Regions from separate parts of the Sus scrofa genome. Here region 1 is linked to region 2. A link is a contact called in public Hi-C data. All regions are on one chromosome and are shown on one strand. The core of a region is the stretch at or near the end of the contact, and the rest is flanking DNA. Distances in the headings are between cores, read along the strand shown. Region 1 holds the start of PYGM (glycogen phosphorylase, muscle form). Region 2 holds the start of ACTN3 (alpha-actinin-3).

Region 1 (6,862 bases), core at 430-2,929, 1.5 Mb before region 2:
CTCTCACACGTCCTGCCCCATGCCTAGGCCCCAGCATGTTCTTTCCCCGCTTCCTCAGGCTTTGGGGACCCAACAGGTAAGTTCCAGCCCCAGCATTTCTTTTGACTTTTGCACAAATCACTTTTCTTCTCTGAGCCTCAGTTTCCTCATCTGGAAAATGGGGCTGGCTGTATCTCCCTGGGGGGCTGAGGTGCTTAGGAGAGGTGGGAACCCCTTCCTGTGCAGGAAATCCTCCCAACAGCCCCTCAGGGAGTCAGGATGTGGGGGAGCATCTCCAAGGGCTCCCCAGGAGGGGGGGCCAGGCCCAGAGAAAAGTCTTTGGCTCAAGGTCACACAATGACTCAGGGCTAGAGGCAGCCACCTCCCATCTTTGCAGGGCCCAGCTCCCCTTGGCCCTCAAGCCTCTGTCCCAAGAAGGGGCCAGAGAGGCGCCAGGCTCCAGGATGCGGATGGTGCATGGTCTCCTGGTTTCCTGGGTCCCCTCCCTGCCCCACCCGTCTGCCCCTCCCCCACTCCTGCCCAGAGGTGTCAGGTTGCTGACATTTACCAGTGACCCCAACAGACACTTGATCTCCCCCCTCAGCTGCCCCAGCCGAGCCCCACCCGCTCACGGACGCGCTGTGCACACATTCAGTGACATGTCCTTCCACTAAGGGTCCACCCCAGGCCACAGGGGTCTTCCTGCCCCCTCAACAGCCCCTCGCTCCGAGATTCTAGCCGAAAGAGGGGGCTGGACTGTGGGTGGCTCTCAATCAGGGCCTTTGCCACCAGCCTGCCTTGACCTGAGGCCCCTGACCCCCACCCCACCCCTCGCACCCCGCCCCTGGGTCCCCGCACCCATTGCACCTGGCACCCTGCATCTTCCAACCTCAGGAACCTGGAGCGACCCTTTATTTTGCGCCCAAATCCTGACCTCAGGAAAGGGCTGCCACGTGTCACGATCTCCGGGCCCCCCGGGGCAGGGCCCCCCCAGCCCATCCCCCACCCGGGGGGCCCCAAGCAGCACCTTAGGGTCCTTCTCATAGTAGTGCTGCTGCGTGCGGATCCAGCGGCCCACGAGGTGGTCGCGCACGGTGTAGGCCAGCGCGAAGTAGTAGTCGCGGGCGTTGGCCACGTTGCGGTCCTTCACGAGGGTGAAGTGCAGGTGCCGGTTGAAGTTCTTCTTCAGCTCCGCCACATTCTCCACGCCGGCCAGGCCGCGCACGCTGATCTGCTTTCTCTTCTCCTGGTCCGTCAGGGGCCGGGACATGGCTGCGGGAGGGCGGGCCGGACGGAAGGACGGACGGTGGGGACGGGGGCCTGAGCGGTGCCTCCAGCCAGGGAGTGGAGATCCCCGGCCGGCCGGCGATTTAAAGCCCGGCTCTGGGCAGCTTGCCCCGCCTCCTCCCTCCGGGGGAGGGTCTTGGCCTGGGTGCTCCGGGAGCTATTTTGGGGCAAGCGCAGGAGAGGAGAGAGGGGCAGGGAGAGCAGGCCGGACCTCCGCCTGGGCTGGGCCCGGCAGCCCTGTGCGGACCCACGTCCCCCCCCACCCCTCGCACACGGCGGCCCTTCTGCCCTCTGGCCCCCTCCCTGCCTTTTGCAGGGTCAGAGACAAGATGCAGCAGGCGGCGGCGGGCTGGCCTGAGAGGCCTGAGCCTTGACCGGAGCCGCTGGGCTCCAACTTTGGCTGAGGCTGCCCTGCTCTGGGCCCGTTCCTGGGTTCTAGATGAAAGATGGGGCCGGACCTTGGCGGCTGTCCATCAGGGCTCCTTGGAGGGGCCAAGTGGGATGTCAAGGAGGACAGGTCAGGAGCCCCAGCCCCCATCAGAGCCTCTTGGCTTCTGTTCCAGACATTCACAGAAGAGACTGCAAACCCCAAGCGGGGTGACCTCCGGTCAAGCTTCCACGGCAGCCCTGCAGCCGGGTGGGGAGGGACGGGCTGAAGGCCCAGGCGCTGAGGATGAGCCCTAACAGAAGTGCAACTAGCAGAGGATACTGGGTGTCTGCACGAAGGGGCACCGGGACCCTGCGTTCCAGGGGGTGGTATGGGGAAGGTTGCCTGAGGCAGGGCTACAGTGCACACCCCACCCCCCCACCTAAGTCGAGCCACTCTGAGCTCCCCCTGTTGCTGTCCCTCAAGGGGCTCTGAAGTGACCTTTGCAGAGGGATGGTCAGATTACAGGCCAGCTTTGGCTAGGGACCACCAGCCTGGAGCAGGGGCCCCTGGGAACTGTAGTCCTGGGGCCCACAGGCGTAGGAGAAACTGAAGCGCCCCCTTCATGCGCACATGCACGTGCGCGCACACAACACTGGCCAATGATATCAAGTCGCCCATGATGCGGCTGCCAGGTGAGTGGCTGGAGGCCTTCTCCTACCCATCTCTCCCACCTGGGGCCACACAGTGGACAAGGGCTTAGTGGACCAGGTTCACAAGTGTGACTCCACCTGTAAAACGGGCCTCTGCACCCCAGGAATTTGTCTTCATGGCCTGACACCTCCAGACCCCTCCCTTTGAGGCTTTGCCTGCCCCCAATTCACTGCTGGTGCCCTGGCCCCAGCATTCATTTGCTATGTGATCTTGGGCTGGTTGCTCTGCTTTTCTGAGCCTTGAATCCCTTCACCTAATGAGAATATAAAGACCTGCCTCCTCCAGCCCCTGCCTCCTAATCTCGTGGAGGCAGACTTTGGAAGCTGCTTTGTTCTTTGAGCAAAAGAAGACCAGGGCCCAGTGCTATTTCAGAGGATGCCTGAGCCTCCTGGGGCAGAGGGCCCGTGGAAGCAGAGAACTGGGTGTTCTGGCCTGTGGGCCAAGGAAGCAGATCTGGGCTTGGACAGCTGCAGGATGCTATTGAGAGTCTGGCTCAGGGAGGGCCAGGCTGTGTCGGAGGACTTTGAGCCACAGCAGACCTGCCCTGGGATCACCCACTTGGTGTGGGGGCCCAACTCCAAGCCTCCCTATGGCTGAGCTCTGCTCTGCCCCTGCCCCCCAAGCAGCGTCTGGTCTGATCTGCCACAGAGCATGCTTCAAGCAGAGAAAAAAGACCAAGAAGAAAACACCAAAACACACCTCCACAGATAGCATGAAAACATAGAAAATTGTCTAACATTTTTTGCATTTTCCAATTTCTCTTCTAAAAAAGTGTTTTACCCATTGTATTTCAAAAAAGAAATGCCCGATGGCTCTCTTGTCTTCAGTTCTCATCCTCAGCCTCTCCTCCCCGGCTGTGCCTTTGCAGAGGTTCACCCACTCTGGCCTCCGGGCTTGGCCAGCATCTCAGGCCGCCTGGCCTGTGGTCCCTCTTGGAGGGCTGTGTAGAGCTCAGAGGTTCCTTGGCACATGGTCATTCCTTGACAAGGCAATGCCAGCGACCCATGTTGTCACCTCGTGCCCCAACTGTGGCCATACAAACCTTTGCACTGACCCATTACTGCCTGTAGGACTTACTTTTCCTCCTAAGGCCCGGCTCCCGCCTCTCCCAGGGCTGGCCCGACGCCCCTCTTCCTGCTCATCCACCCAGCGCTCGCCCTGCCCCTGCACTCAGAGCTCTTACCGAACTGGGACACGTTCTGTTTCCACTGGGAAACAAATATACTCTGGACGGGTTTCTCCCACTACCTTTTTTGGGGGTTCTTTCAATCTTTGTCAGTGGCCCCGCCTCTAACTTTCCAATTTTTTTTTTTTTTTTTTTTTTTTGTTCTTTTGTCTTTTCTATGGCTGCCACTTGCAGCACATGGAGGTTCCCAGGCCAGGGGTCTAATCGGAGCTGTAGCCTCCGGCCTACGCCAGGGCCACAGCAACATGGGATCTGAGCTGCATCTGTGACCTACACCACAGCTCATGGCAACGCCAGATCCTTAACCCACTGAGCAAGGCCAGGGATGGAACCCGAAACCTCATGGTTCCTAGTCGGATTCATTAACCACCGAGCCACGCCGGGAACTCCTAACTTTCCAATCTTATATGGAGGTTCCCAGGCTAGAGACTGAATCGGAGCTGCTGCTGCCAGCCTACACCACAGCCACAGAGCCACAAGGGATCCAAGCCTCATCTTCAAGCTACACCACAGCTCATGGCAATGCCGGATTGTTAACCCGCTGAGCAAGGGCAGGGATTGAACCCACGTTCTCATGGATACTATTGGGCTTCATTACCACCGGGCCACAATGGAAACTCCAAACTTTCCAAACTTTTTCAGGGGCAACACCACCCCCCAGCCCAGCATGGAGCCTTGAAGCTTCAAGCTGACCAGCTCATTTCCCCAAGTCCTCCCCCTGCCCCCCCACTCCCATGTGTTGTGTGCAGTTTTATTTTCGAGAAGCCTGAGACCGCTTTTCCAACCTGAACTCTAGGTTATGTCCAGACAGACACCTGAACTAACTCAAGGTTGTTTGTGTGCGACTAGGTTTCTAACCAGAAATCCCGCCTCCTTCCTGGGACCAATCTTGGGTTCTCCGGAGCACTTGGCTGGGCCTCAGTAACAGAGCCCTAACACTGACCTTTCCAGCTGACATTCCTTTGGCCAACCCAGCTCTGAGGGGGTGGGGATACTCTGCTGCAGCAGCAGAAACAGAACAGGGTCAAGCAGAGGGCTTTTCTCTACCCTGGCTGTCTCAGGTGGGCGAGGAAGCACTGCTCATCCCACGGGCTCCACTGCCAAGGCAGGTGCTTGCTGCGGTTCCGAGGGCTGAGGCCTCCTGCTGTCTCTCTTCCATTTCGGGGCATCGGGCAGCTTGGAGAAAGGCCGGAGACTGATGCCTCCGTCAGCCACTTTGTTACTCTCCAAAACCTTAACAAAAGCTGACGGCGGCTGGGGAACAGAGGAGGAGTGAGCACAGGAATGGAGCTGGCCCCAGGGGAGAGAGATGGAGGAGATAGCTGGGCTGTGGTTAAGTCATTTATTGATTTTATTTCTAAAACCCACATAGCGCCACTTTGCCTCTTCCAGAGCTTCAAAGAGCTAATTAACCGCCCAATGAGCCCACCAGGGAAACCGAGCTTGTGGGGGAAGCAATGAGGGGAAGCCAAGGTCAAAGAGGGGTTGCCAGGCCCCAGGCCCTGCCCCCGTTCTGTCAGCTAAGGACAAAGAGATCTCCCCATTCCCTTTTAAGTTCAGGGCTCGCTTAAGGAGCCCCAGTGTGTCTGAGGCATCGTTAACCCCTGCAGGCCTACTGCAGAGTAGAGGCATCCTGGACGGGGCCCAGAAGCCCAGGCCCTGCTCCGTGTAAACAGCAATGGCCAGCCCCGGCTTGAAGCTGGAAAGCAGCCCAGGCCAGAGCTGTCCCCACTGGCCAGGTGCCGCGGGCAGCAGGAGCTCACTGTCCCTCAGCCTCCCCAAAGGAAGGAAAGGCAGCCAGGGAAGGGTAGGCCCCAATGCAGCTCTACCCAAGGGAACTGCAGCAACACAGCAGCAGCAGCAGCAGCCGCTGAACAAGGACCTCACTGCCTCAGGGAGGCCGGACAAGGATTTTTCTGATACATGATGGGCCTCGCCTGCAACCCTAAACATGAAAGAACAAAAGAGCCGGAGACCCTCTGCAAAGTGCTTACAGAGCACAAGACAAGGCCCCTTCTGCCCCCACCTCTCCCTGAAGCCTGCAGTGCTGGCAGGCTGCAAGTCACCAGCAGAGAAAGAAAAAGCCACTTGGCGGTTTTAATTTTAGCAGCTCTGAGCCTGACAGGCAGGATTAGTCGGCTTGACCTTTAGTGCTGATGCCTCCCTAGGCCCAGGGCCTCAGTCAGGAGGCAGCTTCCAGGCACAAATCACAACTGGAGCTCATCAAGTGCGGGGGTCCAAGCCCCAGGGAAAGGCCTTCTAAAGGACAGGGACCAGGGAGGGGGGAGCTGGTTCCCAGCCATTAACTAGTGAACAAGGGGAAGAAGGTGAGGCCGCCCACACACCAGCTCCCCCAGCAAAGCCGCACAGGGAGGTAGGCAGGGGGCTTCCTTAATGAAGCTCCCAGAGGCCCCGTCAGGGAGAAGGGGATGAGTGGCGCCAGGTGCTCAACGCAGGTAAGGGAACTGTGCCGGTGCTGACGGTGGCAGAGGGGACTGAAGAGAAAAGAAAACAACCAGACCGGGAAAACCACACTGCTCTTTTATTCACTGGAACATCCCCCTTAAACGCAGTGTTGAATCAGACACCAGAAAAAAAAAAAAAAAAAAAAAAAAAAAAAAAAAAAAAAGCCCAGAGAAATTTCTGCAGATAAACCAGTGAAGAGAACGCGCATTATACATTATTGTCAACATAATCACTCCATGAAGAGGGAAGGAGAAAAAAAGGAAGCAGAACGAAAATGAGGGGTTCAAACCCCCCGACACTGCAAAACATTCAGACGTTTGGGATTAAAATAAATTTTAAAAGGAGACCTTCCAGGAAGGAGAGGAACAAATGGAATCTGAGGCAGCTCAGATGCTCAGGGAACGTGGAAAGGGCTCTCCGGGCTGGCAGACAGGCCCAAGGTGGCTCAGGGTGCCAGGATGGATACGGACCCTGGACCTGGGGATTAACCCACTACTCTACTAGGGGAGCAGAGATGAAAGAACTATCTCCCCGCAACTACAGCACCTTGAACATCTCAGAAGCAAAGGAACACCCCTCACCCTACCAGCCCAACATGGATGGCCAAAGGTCTTTGCCGGGAAACCATTTGCTCCTCTCTCCTTAGAAAGAGAAGAACGAGAAATGAGAAAAGGGAAAGGAATCTAATTGCAGCAGAAGACCGGGGAGAGCATCTCCTTGGACGGAGTCTGAAGAAAGGAAGAGATAAGGAGATAACAAAGGAAAAAGAAAAAATTAATAAAAAATTCACAATATGGAGCCAGCGTGTTCCGATTCCGTCCACAAAAATAACTCAGGCTGCTTTGCCGAACCATCCTGTCCAC
Region 2 (6,660 bases), core at 2,615-5,114:
GCCCGGTCCAGTAAGGGCCGTCTCTTCATACCACACCAGAGGCCTCCACCAGCCAGAGCTAACCTAACTGTCCTGGTTTCAATTCTCACAATTTCCATCAAAACACCTTCACCCCTCCCTGCCCAGCCTCTAAGCCTCTGTCACACTGTTTCCCCAGCTCAGAATGCCCCCGCCCCATGGAGTTCCTGTCATGGCTCAGTGGTTAACGAATCCGACTAGGAACCATGAGGTTGCGGGTTCGATCCCTGGCCTCACTCAGTGGGTTAAGGATCTGGTGTTGCCATGAGCTGTGGCATAGGTTGCAGATGCAGCTCGGAACCCGCGTTGCTGTGGCTGTGATGTAGGCCAGCAGCTTCAGCTCCAAACAGACCCCTAGCCTGGGAACCTCCATATGCTGCAGGTTCGGCCCTAGAAAAGGCAAAAAGACAAAGAAAAGCAACAACGACAACAAAAAAACAAGAATGCCCCCGCCTGGACTTACAATACTCCCTCACCATCCCCCACCCGCCCCCGCAGTGAAATACCCCTAGTCTTTCCTCCTCTGCCAGTGCCTCCAGGTACCCTCCCCTGATCTCAGCCTGGACTCTGTACCTGCGTGGAGGGTCTACTCTTTTTTTTTTTTTTTTTTTTTTTTTTTTGTCTTTTTGCTATTTCTTTGGGCCGCTCCCGCAGCATATGGAGGTTCCCAGGCTAGGGGTCAAATCGGAGCTGTAGCCCCTGACCTACGCCAGAGCCACAGCAATGCAGGATCTGAGCCGCGCGTCTGCAACCTACACCACATCTCACGGCAATGCCAGATCGTTAACCCACTGAGCAAGGGCAGGGACCGAACTTGCAACCTCATGGTTCCTAGTCGGATTCGTTAACCACTGCGCCACGACGGGAACTCCGAGGGTCTACTCTTTTGCCAGCGCGTACACCCAGCTGAATCCCTGGCTGCCCTCACCTCCTGTCATGACATTGGGACTGGGTCCCAGGGCACTGCCTGGAGAACCAGCCAGAAATCCCATCTCCCCCCAGGATGGGCCTCAGCCTCCCCGGCTCCCCACCTGTGAGCAGCATGAGCCAGGGCAGCAGGAGGAGGGCGGCCGTGTGGAGGGGCGTGTGGGCTCGCAGCAGAGCTGACAGGGCCGGGCCCAGCAGCACAGAGACGTGCAGCAGGACACCTGCGGCGTGAAGCAGCAGACACAGGAAGGGCCGGTAGTTGTGGAAGCCCACGCAGCGGCCCAGCAGGCGGCAGTGGTGGTCCCGGCGGAGGATGCAGATGCGACAGGCGGAGCAATGCCCACTGCGTGGCGGCACCTGGCTTTGGCACTGGTAGCAGTAACTGCAGGGAAGGAACCACAGGGTCAGTTCCCCTGGCAGCTCCAACTGCCCCACATCATGCCCGGGTCAGCCCCTGAACCTGTCCTGGGGAACAGACACAGCCACAGCCCTCGCTGGGTATATGCAAGCCGAGCACTACTTCCCAGACCCTTCTTCCACTTCTAGAACAGCAGGTCTGAGGGCTCGTCCAGCTCTGACAGCCCCAGTCCTGAGCCCCTTCTCTGGCTTCTAACATCCAGAGCAAACTTCTCATCTCCACTGTCACCACTGTGGCCCGTCACCACGAACTCTACCCTGGATTGTTGCAGCAGCCTCTTGCCCCATCTCCCTGATTCCACCTTTGTCCCCAGGATGTTTCTTTTCTATTTTTTTTTTTTTTTTTTTTGGCCACGGATGTGGCATTCAGAAGTTCCTGGGCCAGGGATTGAACCTGACAACGCTGATCTTTTGAAAATTGAGGAGTTCCCGTCGTGGTGCAGTGGTTAACAAATCCGACTAGGAACCATGAGGTTTCGGGTTCCATCCCTGGCCTTGTTCAGTGGGTTAAGGATCCAGTGTTGCCGTGAGCTGTGGTGTAGGTCGCAGACGTGGCTCGGATTCTGCGTTGCTGTGGCTGCGGCGTAGCCCGGTGGCTACAGCTCCGATTAGACCCCTAGCCTGGGAACCTCCATATGCTCCATATGTGGCCCTAGAAAACGCAAAAGGAAAAAAAAAAAAAGAAAAGAAAGAAAGAAAATTGAAATCATGCCCCTCTTCTGTTCAAAACCCTCCAACAGCTCTCCATTTCGCTTCTAGTAAAAAGCCACAAATTCAAAGGTTTACATCTCTAACCTCTCCTCTCCCCCATCTCACTCCACGTCAGCCACACTGGCTGGCTGGCTGTTCTTGGAACATGCTGGGCACACAACTGCCTCAGAGCCTTTGCACTGCCTGTTCCCTCTGCCTAGAACATTCTTTCCCCAGATGAGTGGGGCTAACTCTCCCACCCTCTTCAAGTCTTTGTCCAAATACCACCTTCTCAATGAGGCCTGCCACTCTGTTTCAAACTGCCATTTGCATCCTCTTTAAGCTGCTCTTTTTGTTTCTTTACCACCACCAGCTTCTAACATTCTATATTATTTGTTTATTTATTACACCTGAAGTTTATCATCTGCCCCCTCCTCCGCTAAAATCAGGAATACGTTTTATTGCACCTCCAGTGCCTAGAACAGTACCTTGCACACAGTAGGTACTCAATGTTTGTAAGTGAATGAATGATACTTCTTGTGGCTTCTGGTTCTAAAGGAGTTCTCTGGCTCCAACAAGCGGATCTTTGTAAACTGGTTCTATCATCAGGTCCTAGGGCCCTCCCCCTGCCCCAAGCTCCCCCGGCCCCACACCCCACCCCTGCCAGACCCCGTGCCCCACTCACGCCCAGCCCTGGCCCAGACCACGGCCGGCCAGCATCACACCCCGGATGCTGGGATCCGAGCGCAGGAAGAGCCCCACGTTGCCCAGTAGGTTTAGCAGCTGGAAGGCTGCCAGGGCAAGCTGCAAGGTCCGGGCCAAGGGTCCCAGCGGGGGAGGCCCAGGACCAAGCACCAGCACGTAGGCCACCTCCAAGCCCACAGCCGCGGCCCACAGCGCAGTGAGCACAAGGGGCAGCCGCGCGTGTGCCCCCTCGGCGCTCCCCACCGCCCAGGGCTGCCCCATGGCTTGGGCCCACCCGCGGTGGGATCGGGAGTACCCCGCCGCTTCCGTATCGGGGCGGGGATAGTGTCAAAAGGACGTCTGCCACGACCAATAGAAGCTGTGAAGAGGTGAGGCGAGCTTTCCGGTTCACAGGCGGCGGCAGGCAGATACCGAGATGTGATTGGACGGCCGAACGAGCCAAGGAAAGGCTTGGAACCTCGTCGGCGCTAGAGCCTGGTAGGGCGGCGCCGTTATAGCCCCGCCCACCCGCGGAGGCCCCGCCCCTCCCGCCGTTGCTGAGTCCCCGTCCCGCTGGCTGGCTCGCCAAAGAAGATAGAGTTGCAGCCTCAGTGGCGTCCGGGTTTCCCGGCTCAGCACATTCTCCCTCAACCCTTAGTCGCCCCGATATTAATAGCCCTGCCTCGGCCCATCCAGTTGGCTTGAAGCCCCGCCCCCTCCTCTAGTGTCTCCCCTCGTCACCCGAGAAAACATTCAAATCAACTCTGCGCCTCGGTGTTTCTGACTGTGAAATGGGAATAATGCTCCTTGTTTCCCACCAAGGGGGCGCAGGAAGAGGGTCAGGAGGAGACCCCAAAGGCAGATTAGAGAGGTCTGCAACCGCTATTGTTATCGTCATCTCCGTTGTATACCTGAGGAAATAGATTCAGAGAGGGCCCGTGACTTTCCTAAAGTCACACAGGAGCCAAAACGCGAATCCCGGATCTCCGCTATGAGATCCACCCCAGCGCCTCAAAATTCTGCAGTCTCCTAGTCCCAGGACAACCTCCTGCCTGGTCTCGAGCGCCCTCGCCCCAATCCGGCCCCTCCCTCTTCCCCCATATTTAGCGCGAATCCGATCCGGGGCTGGGTCTGCGGCTACTTAATGCGGTCCCCAAGTTCTGGAGCGCGCGGAGCCCAGCGGAGCCAGGAGCCCAAGCAAGATGATGATGGTTATGCAGCCCGAGGGTCTGGGGACCCGGGAGGGGCCCTTCGCAGGCGGAAGCGGCGGGGGCGGCGAGTACATGGAACAGGAGGAGGACTGGGACCGCGACCTGCTGCTGGACCCGGCCTGGGAGAAGCAGCAGAGGAAAGTGAGTGCTAGCCCATTTCCTGATGGCAAAACTGAGGCCTGAGAAGCCAGGCGGTTTGTCCTTGGCATCTTAGCAGGTGAGGGGCAGAGCCTGTCTTAAACCTCGGTGTTATTCCTTAGCCGAGGCTCTGCCCATCAGCCCCTGTTGTCTCCCAGGGCTGGAAGAGGGGGCTGGGGGACCCTCCAGTGGTTTAGGATAAGAAGAGTTTCCCCACCCCCCCCCCAGGGTTCATTCCCCTGGGCCTACTGCTCCATTTCTGCTAAGGAATATGGGGTGAGCGAAGCCCAGGAGATCCAAGTTTGAGGGTGGGGGTGTGGGGCCCCCCCACACACCCCCAACTCTCTGGTGAAATATTCCCAGACTCCACCTGAGGACTTGCAGCCAAGCAAATAGTGGACTTGGAGTGTGGGGGAAGGGGTAACCGTCCCAGACCCCCCTCTCACCCTCTCCCTATTCTCTCCAGTGTGATGTCCATGCTCACCTATCCCAGTTGTCGCATCAGGAAACTGAGGCCTAGAAAGGGGCCGAGATAGGACCCAAATCATACACTGTCAGAAAACAGGACCCCCGCAACCTGAGGGTCTTTGCCCATTGCCTGCCCCACCCCGATTCTTTCCCAGGATACCCCTCCCCACCCCAGGGGCCCTGAGTCTGCTGTAAAGGCCACAGGTGGGGGTGGGGGGGGTGGGGGGGAGCCCTGGGTTTCCTTACGTGTAACCTGACTCTCTGACCAGATGGTCACTCTGTGCTGAGGCAGCGCCTTGGAGGACCTGAGAGGGGCACATGGGCAGCTGCCACCCAGGCCCAGCCTTGTAGGGTACTTGGGCCTCCCCTCCCCGATCTATTTTCACTCCCAGACTTTCCCAAATGGAGAGGGTAGGACACCTGGGGACCTAAAAGAGAAAATGATCCGGACTGGAGTGAGGAAACTTTGGGGAGTGTCAGGCCAGGGGTAGGGAGGGCCCATGAGGTCATTCGACCCCACTCGGCATTTGCCAAAAGTGTATGACACCAGGAAAGGGCCGAGAACGGGGTACTCAGTGGAATTCGCAGGATCTGAGAATCCCAGGATTTAGAATCAGAGCACTTCCGCTGGGTTAGATGACAGGAGGTGACCCCAGGGGCTGGGAGGCTCAGCTGACTTGATGAGGGTGCCCTGGGTGACACGCCCCCCCGCCCCCAGCTCTTCCTGCACCTGTCTCCGAGCAGGGCTGCAGTCCTTGGACCCAGCCATCTCCCAGTGATGTCATCCCTGCCCCCTGGCTCCAGCTGCCACCTGCCCTGCAAAACTCCTCCCCCTACCCCCCCAAACCTCTCCCAGATCCAGGGTCACAGACCCCTCATTAGGCACATGCCAGCCTGTAACTTGCTTTCATCACTTCAAAGGTCGAGAGCATCCTCCCGACCCCACTTACAGCCACTCACCTCACCCATTCATGCAGTGCACAGCGTAGGTGCTCCTCACATTCATCGGCATCCCCTGGAACTGGACATTCAGGTTGTTTCTTTTCAGCCAATGTTGTTTATTACAAAGTGATGAACGTCTCTAGCCCCACCCCATCCCTGCTTCTCCTCCCGGTCCTGGAGCCCTCCTGTCTCTTCCCGCCGACACCTGAGTCCTCCTTATTCCACTTCATTCAAAAACATTCATTCAGTATGTCTTAGAGCGGGCCTACTGCCCGGCACTGTTTCAGATGCCAGGAATTCAGCAGGGGACAAAATAAAGCCCCTGCCTCAGGGAGCTTATGTTCCAGCAGGGACAAATGTTTCTATCTCATCCACTTGATCCTGCCCCGTCCCCCTCGCTGGTCTCAGTCGCCGCCTCCTCAATTCTCCCTTCTGCTCGGCCAAGCCATTTGTCTCCCCTCTGGAAGCATAGTGGGCTTTCTAAAACACACGTCTGCCCCTCTCCCTCCTCTGCCTGAAAGCTTTCCTGCCTCCCCGTTGCCCTCAGGATCAAGTTCAGCCTCCCTGGCTTAGCACGCAGGATCATGCATGACCTGGCTTCTGCCTCTCCTCCGGCCGGCCTCTCACCACTTGTACCGCAACGCCCCCAGAGCAGTGCCCAGATAGCTAGAGCCCCACAAGCCTGGCAACTGTTTCTTATCACCAGGCACTTGCCCGTGTGGCTGTCCCTGCCTGGAATGCCCTTGCCTGCCCTTCCCTGCCTGAATAACTCCTGCTCTTCCTTCACAGTTCTGATCAATTATTAACCTTCCCCCAAGAGGTCCCCCCTTTTGATTTGAAGAACTGCTCCCCTAGGCTCCCTGACATTAGTCTCTCTCAGCATTTCTCAGGCCAGTGCGACTCTTTGATTGACTGTGAGTTCCTTTAAGATGGGAACCAAATCTCATTAAAGGCACGTTTGTCAGAGGCAAGAATGACCCTTCTCCACCCCGGAGCCCTCCACCCCGGGAACTCCCTTTCCCCCTGCCCTGTCTGGACCCAGAGCAACTGAGACTCCAGGGTTTGGAAGGAATTACAGAGAATCCAACTGCCCTCTCCTGCGCCCCATCAGTCAGAGCTCAGCACCCGCTTCCACACCTGAGGAAGTGACCAGCCGGGCCCCCTC

Evidence for each region. A called contact is a pair of places that touch in the nucleus more often than the background predicts.
Region 1: a contact with region 2 is called in a Hi-C map of skeletal muscle, with 14 times the contacts expected there. The contact joins the promoter of PYGM here to the promoter of ACTN3 in region 2. A contact is called at or near these places in 1 of 47 Hi-C or Micro-C datasets (skeletal muscle) and 1 of 2 datasets of contacts at active chromatin or transcription factors (skeletal muscle).

What each region holds. Positions count from the first base shown.
Region 1 is chr2:7,404,147-7,411,008 of Sscrofa11.1, reverse strand. PYGM (glycogen phosphorylase, muscle form) reads right to left here and starts at 1,679. Exons shown (of 20, transcript XM_003122588.5): 1 at 1,007-1,679. The coding sequence starts at 1,249. It overlaps SF1 (splicing factor 1), which reads right to left. Exons shown (of 15, transcript XM_003122587.5): 15 at 6,316-6,862.
Region 2 is chr2:5,870,983-5,877,642 of Sscrofa11.1, reverse strand. It overlaps ACTN3 (alpha-actinin-3), which reads left to right and starts at 3,864. Exons shown (of 21, transcript XM_003122492.4): 1 at 3,864-4,088. The coding sequence starts at 3,939. ZDHHC24 (probable palmitoyltransferase ZDHHC24) reads right to left here and starts at 3,134. Exons shown (of 3, transcript XM_003122494.6): 1 at 2,738-3,134; 2 at 1,050-1,327. The coding sequence starts at 3,018.